Regions from separate parts of the Capra hircus genome. Here region 1 is linked to region 2. A link is a contact called in public Hi-C data. All regions are on one chromosome and are shown on one strand. The core of a region is the stretch at or near the end of the contact, and the rest is flanking DNA. Distances in the headings are between cores, read along the strand shown. Region 1 overlaps VGLL4 (transcription cofactor vestigial-like protein 4). Region 2 overlaps ATG7 (ubiquitin-like modifier-activating enzyme ATG7).

The links. A called contact is a pair of places that touch in the nucleus more often than the background predicts.
Region 1: a contact with region 2 is called in a Hi-C map of blood, with 8 times the contacts expected there. The contact joins two enhancer-like sites. A contact is called at or near these places in 2 of 5 Hi-C or Micro-C datasets (both in blood).

What each region holds. Positions count from the first base shown.
Region 1 is chr22:55,647,419-55,650,894 of ARS1.2, reverse strand. All of the region lies in intron 2 of VGLL4 (transcription cofactor vestigial-like protein 4), which reads left to right. Among named protein-coding and RNA genes, the nearest start is that of VGLL4, 70 kb to the left of the region's middle. Within about 2 kb of position 1,539, at least 2 of the 5 cell types and tissues checked have an H3K27ac peak or open chromatin away from gene starts, as enhancers often do.
Region 2 is chr22:55,393,827-55,397,114 of ARS1.2, reverse strand. ATG7 (ubiquitin-like modifier-activating enzyme ATG7) reads right to left here. Exons shown (of 19, transcript XM_018066977.1): 17 at 913-993. Among named protein-coding and RNA genes, the nearest start is that of ATG7, 100 kb to the right of the region's middle. Within about 2 kb of position 1,539, at least 2 of the 5 cell types and tissues checked have an H3K27ac peak or open chromatin away from gene starts, as enhancers often do.

The DNA of each region.
Region 1 (3,476 bases), core at 290-2,789, 250 kb before region 2:
TTTTTAACTGAGTGCGTGTTATGATTGTCTTTGAAAAGTTAAAGAAAAGGTGTGTGCCCAGGTCCCTGTCCGGCTTGAATTACTGAACTGCTGGGGGAACCACCAGCCTTTCCTTTCAGAAAGGCCAGTGGGACGGCCTCCTCCAGCTGCAGGAACGGGCGAACCAGCAATAAAGCAACCTTTGCTCCCCCTTCTTTTTTATGGATGTTTTTTCTGTTTGAGGATCTTCGGGGCTGGGCGGGGTATTGTCTAGCCTGAACAGGCCCACTTCTCCTTGTGGGAACAGAGGAAGCTCCATCCTTAGGAAGCGTGGTGGCCATCACCCCCGCTTTGTGGGCACCTTGTGGTGGGTCGCGGTGACCGCCAGGCCGGTGCCGGGCAGGGGAGCTTCCGTCTACCCCTTTTGCAGACGAAGAGACCGAGGCCGGGAGATGACTTCCTTGACCACCACCCCATGAAGGTGGGTCTGAACAGAATAAGACCCTGGCGGTTCTGACTCGGGGTTTGGTGCTCTCTTGTGCTGGGAGACCAGCGTGAGGTTCCGAGAGCTCGGGAAATTGGGGCTCCCCATCCCCTCCTCTTCCACCTTCCGTCTCCTCCTTTAGGGGAGGGGAACCACTGCCGGCTGTACCTGGAGATGGCCGGGTTGACCGCCCGCAGCCCTGTCCTGCTTTGCTTAGTCCCAGCACCCCACCTTCCTCAGGGTCCAGTTCCCTCCCCAGGCCTGGGGTTCCTGTCCCCAGGGTAGTTGGCAGTGAGTGCTTCCCTAGGAGGCCGGGATGTCACCTGTCCCACTAGCCCTGCTTAGAAGCCTGGTTCTGCAGAGCCGCCCAGCTGTCCACGCTCTCTGCCCCGGACGCCCCTAGACTGCACCCAGAATTTGGGGTGTCCCACTCCTCCTGGCTTTCCTGTGCCCAGCTTAGGTTCTAGAGCTCTTCCTTCTGGTTGGTTCTTTTTGACAAATCATTCACCTACTGGGTGCCGGGCACGGCGTCAGGTGCTGGGGAAGCAGTGGTTCAGAAACCCGGGGGCGGGGGCCTCAGTCAGAGGAGCCTGCGAGCTCTGCATCCTCCGGCAGGAGGGGCCCCGTGCCCCTGCAAACCCACCGTCACCAGCCGGAACCGGACGGAGGGACCGGCGACCCTGCCCTGCTTCTCCACGGGGTGCTCTGTCCTGTTCCCAGGGACACCGCCTGTCCCTGCCCACGGGGGGGTAAAGAGGAATCCTGGTGTGCACGTGTCTGGTGTCTGTATAGCTGAGTGTTGCTAGTGGACAGAATCTTAGTCCTATTCTGACCACAGAGCACCCGTAGTTTAAGGAGAGAGGCTGAGAGCGAGGGTCCATTCGCGCCTTCCACGTCAGGCAGGACTGGAGCTGTGTGAATCTGAGTGAGGGAATCACTTCTCCGAGGGGAGGGAGTTAAGCTGTTTCTTGGGTTGATCGACTCATGTCGCCCACAGGTAGCTGACTGGAGTGCCCGTGAGCTCTGGGCAGTGTGGAAGGCAGGGGATGTGAAGCTCCGTTCAGAACCCCTAGGGCATTGCTCCAGGACCTCAGGGGCTGGAAGTGTGTCGGGATGACGTGTGGACCTATTTTCAGACTGTACTGAGTGTCGTTCTTTTCCGGGTATGAATTTAAAATATGTCTATCCGGGCCCCACCCCAGATTTCCTCTGCCAGATTCGGGGCCCGGCATCCATAGCTTCCAGGGCTTCCTGGTGGCGCTAATGCTTGGCCAGGGCTGAGACTCTGTCTTCCTTCCAGTGGTGGAATTTCTGGTGAGTCTGTGACTGAGATGTCCTCACAGACAGAGCATCAGTAAGGAACACCCACAGGCTGATGGCAGGGCCATGCTGGCAAATCCATCCTTGGAAAAACTGGATTGCTTGTGTTGTGAAGAGAATTTGATGGTATTGACCTTTACATGATTTAGTAGAATGTCTTCAACCAAAACATTTCATTTTATTTCATATTTCCAAAATAGAGTTGACTTTGTGGGGAGAAAAAAAATCTGAACCATCTGCTTGCTTTTTGAAGACCTTTTCATCCGTCTTTGGTGTTTTTTAGGTCAGTAATTCATCCAGGAAAAGTTAAATACATACTCTTGTAGACACTGCATGCTTAGCCGTGCAGTCGTGTCTGAGTCTTTGGGACCCCAGGGACTGTAGCCCACCAGGCTCCTCTGTCCATGGGATTTTCCAGGCAAGAATACTGGAGCAGGTTGCCATTTCCTGCTCCAGGGATCTTCCCGACGCAGGGATTGAGCCCCTGTCTCCTGTGTGTCTTGTATCGCAGGCAGATTGTTTACCCACTGAGCCACTGGGGACGTCCCATAGGCACTGAGGCATATCCAGAGAACAATAAGACATGGGTCTAGCTTTAAAGAGATGACAGTGTAGTGAAGAAGATGAATTTGTTTACAGCTGTTAAGGTACAGTTTTCTTACAGATGCATGTTAACTCCCCATTGCAAAGGATCTCGTTTCCTACCTTTTATTCAGCTGCTTTTTGCAAATCTACCATGAAACTCATCCCTTGCAAGTTAACAGTTATTGTGGACTTCAAAAACTCTTCTTACTTTTGGTTAAAAGAAAGACCCTGGGTAGAGTGGAAAACCAATGCTTCTGATCCCAGATCTACACTCTGTTGAGTTTGGACAAACTTCTCAGCCTGATATCTGTTTCCTCATTTCGTGGCTGACTCTTTGCAACCCCATGGACTGCAGCACGCCAGGCTTCCCCGTCCTTCATCATTTCCCAGAGTTTGCTCAAACTCATGTCCATTGAGTCAGTGATGCCATCCAACCATCTCATCCTCTGTCTTCCCCTTCTTCTCCTGCCCTCAATCTTTCCCAGCATTAGGATCTTTTCCAATGAGTCGGCTGTTTGCATCACGTGGCCAGAGTATTGGAACTTCAGCTTCAGCATCAGTCCTTCTGATGAATATTCAGGACTGATTTCCTTTAGGATTGACTCGTTTGATCTCCTTGGAGTCCAAGGGACTCTCAAGAGTCTTCTCCAACACCACAGTTCAAAGGCATCAATACTTTGGTGCTCAGCTTTCTTTATAGTCCAACTCTCACATCCGTACATGACTACTGGAAAACCCTTAGCTTTTGACTATACAGACCTGTGTAGGCAAAGTAATGGCTCTGAGTTTTGTGCTGTCTAGGCTTGCATAACTTTTCTTCCCAAGAGCAAGCGTCTTTTAATTTCATGGCTGCAGTCACTGTCCACAGTGATTTTTAGCCCAAGAAAATAAACTTTGTCAGTTTCCCCATCTCTTTGCCATGAAGTGATAGGACCAGACACCATGATCTTCGTTTTTTGAATGTTGAGTTTTAAGCCAGCTTTTTCACTCTCCTCTCTCACCTTCATCAAGAGGCTCTTTAATTCCTTTAAATAGTTGTGAGGTTTTAACAAGAAACAAGCTACGTGAGAACCTGGGGCTCCACCATGTGCCACACCCAGCACGTAGT
Region 2 (3,288 bases), core at 290-2,789:
AGACAAGACCCAAGTAAAATTTTCAAAGACAGCTTGTCATCTCGGAGTGCAGAGACTTTACCCAGAATTCAGTCCTGTTCAGACTGATGTAGGCTACACAGCAAAGAAGTCCCAAATTATAACTGAGAGCCTGGAGTCTGGGATTAATGACCCCAATGCCTAACACTTGAACATGGAAGTCTTACCAAGAATCTTGAGTTTTAAAAGCCAGGTTAAATCACTTGGCGTTAGAAGGCTTAGAGAGCTTTCCAAAAGGAAGTCAGCTAGAACACACAGTGTATGTGTAAAAATAACTCAGACTATCTCAAGGCCTATTAAAAAAAATGAGATGCCATCACTGTAGGTTTGAGGTATATCAGCCGGTTCCCATTACAATGGGGGACACACGAACTCTGCTTTTAGAGCCTCTGGAAAGATCAAAGCTGAATGGGCCTTTTTATTGGCTCCCCGTCCAGTCCCCTAATCTCTGCTTACTTTTTCTTTGTCATTATGTGGAACTCCAAAAGACACACCATCAGGACTGCCTGGTCTCCCTCATCCTCTGAGCAACACTTAAAAAACTACTCTGTGATGGTTTGCGGGAGCGAGGCGCCTTCGGGGGAGGAACAAAGACGAGAAAAGTTCACATTCGAGTCCAAATCAGCCTGCTTGCTGCAAGGACTGACACAGAGCTGAAATGATCCAATTCAGTCTCTCTCGCTATACTACAAACCAAACTTTCTCAGGCTGGCTTCCCTGTGAGAATGAACATAGCTAAATGAAACCATAACGTCTTCTGGTTTGGTTGGTTTTTTTTTTTCAGACCCTCGCCCTCCCCAGCAAAAAGCCCTCAGCTGGTTTTGGGGCCTCTAGCTAGGAAGGCTGACTGGGCTCATATTAAAAAACAAGTCCTGCCAATGTAGAACGACTTACTTTGGAAGAACAAGCCGTGCATTTGTCAAAGGCCAGGCTGACAGGAAGGACGTTATCAAACCGTGACAGAAATCCTCGTATCTAGAAACAAACAAACAAAAATTCATGTCAAGCCCCGAACGACACACCTGTGAAGGACGTGTGTAGTTTCTGGCAAGAAGTGGGAAACAATTAATCTGTGCTCTTGACACAGATTATGAACAGATTACTAACGAAAATGGAGTTCAATGTACTTTAGTACTTGTGCTAAATAAATCAGTTTTAAAGAAGAACTATATTAGGTCCTTTATTCCGTTAAGAAATGGCACACAAGCTTTGCACATATCTGAGACCTAAACACAAACTGACTCCAAAACATAAAAACCAAGCTGAAAAATCTATTGTTTTAATAAATGTCTTCAAATATATAATCAGCCAACTAGTTTATTATGGCAACGCTCACATATGTTACAGTGAATATAGATCAATGTGCACTTTTAGGATATGGCAACGGATGGGGCCTCACAAGGTAAGAAGGTCTGTGAACAACAGAAGGTAGAAATGGTCCTAAATGTTTACTGAGTTACTTGCCTGACTTGGAACCCACAGAGATAGAAATGCAAACATTACGAAAAGTATGGGGAAACAGCGCCACCCTGAGCATAAAATTCTGAACTACATCTGATTTCCACTTACAGGGTATCAGCCTGGGACAGAGGATAAGATAGTTGCATGGCATCACTGACTCAATGGACATGAGTTAGAGCAAGCTCCAGGAGTGGCAGACAGGGAAGCCTGGCGTGCTGCAGTCCATGGGGTCACAAAGAGTCAGACACAACTAAGTGACTGAACTGAACTAAGCCTGGGAAATCCCACGGACAGAGGAGCCTGAGGGCTACACAGTACATGGGGTCACAAAGAGTCAGACACAACTTAGTGACGGGTTTTCATTTTCAGCTATAATCAGTAGGCGGCAAACAGAGGGGAAGTGATAGACCTCGGGCTCCAAAATCACTGCGGACGGTGACTGCAGCCATGAAATTAAAAGACGCTTTCTCCTTGGAAAGGAAAGCAATATAAACCTAGACAGCGTATTGGAAAGTAGAGACATCACTTTGCTGACAAAGGTCTGTAAAGTCAAAGCTACGGTTTTTCCAGAAGTCATGTACAGACGTGAGAGCTGGACCATAAAGAAAGCTGAGCACTGTAGAATTGATGCTTTCGAATTTAGGTGCTGGAGAGCAAACCAGTTTGATCAAACCAGGTCAAACGAGCTGCAAGGAGATCAAACCAGTCAATCCTAAAGGAAATCAACCCTGACTCTTTATTGGAAGGACTGGTGCTAAAGCTCCAATACTTTGGCCACCCGATGTGAAGAGCCAACTCACTGGAAAAGACCCTGAAGCTGGGAAAGATTGAAGGCAAAAGGAGAAAGGGGTAGCAGAGGATAAGATGATTAGATAGCATCACCAACTCAGTGGACTTGAATTTGGGCAAACTCCGGGAAACAGTAGAAAACAGAGGAGCTTGGCTGCAGCCCATGGGGTTGAAAAGAGTGGAACATGACTTAGTGACTATACAACAATAAGATATAGTCAGGTTTCACAAACTATGATTCAGGTAATTTATTCAGATATTATATCTCCAGAACTACACTTATACCAAAAGAAGAGTTTAAACTTTATCATTTGTTATCACTGTTCAGTTGCTCAGTCATGTCAGTCTCTGCAACCCCATGGACTGCAGCACACCAGGCTTCCCTGTCCTTTATACTTATCAGATTATTAAAAATACATCTGGTGAAATCTCTAGACTCCAGAGGACTCAACATTTATAAGAAGCCAAACAACACGAATCTTGTTCCCAGTTAGTTTATTTGATCTTGACGACTGTCCTGTTGATGGGACTCTGGCTGAGGAGGGTGAAGAATGTTGGCTCAGGCAAGCAGAGAGTGACTGCGCTAAGATTCAGAAGTGGGTCCCCAACTCCAAACCTGCCTAGGCTCCCCTGCTTCCCTCCCTCTCAGGACAGCACAGCTTTCATCTTCCATATGAGGCTCACCACACATTTAACAGCCTCACTTGAATACAGCACAACCACCAACCCCTCCACCATCCCACCCCTAGTTCTTGCTGCCTTTAGCCACCCTAGCAATTCTCTGCTATCCCCCCCCCGCCCACAAAAAAAATCCCAACAAAACCTGGCCGACTCTTTATGGAGACAGACCTCCTTCACAGCGTGGGTTAACCCCACTGCAACCAACAGTCTAGCTGCATTTGCACACTAATCAAGGGAAAATCTCACCTTAAAGGAAATGCCCACAGCAATCTTTTAAATGTCATCATCTATATGTGACGAGATTTCAGTGTAAAGCAATATTGAAAGAGTGTTCAGTAG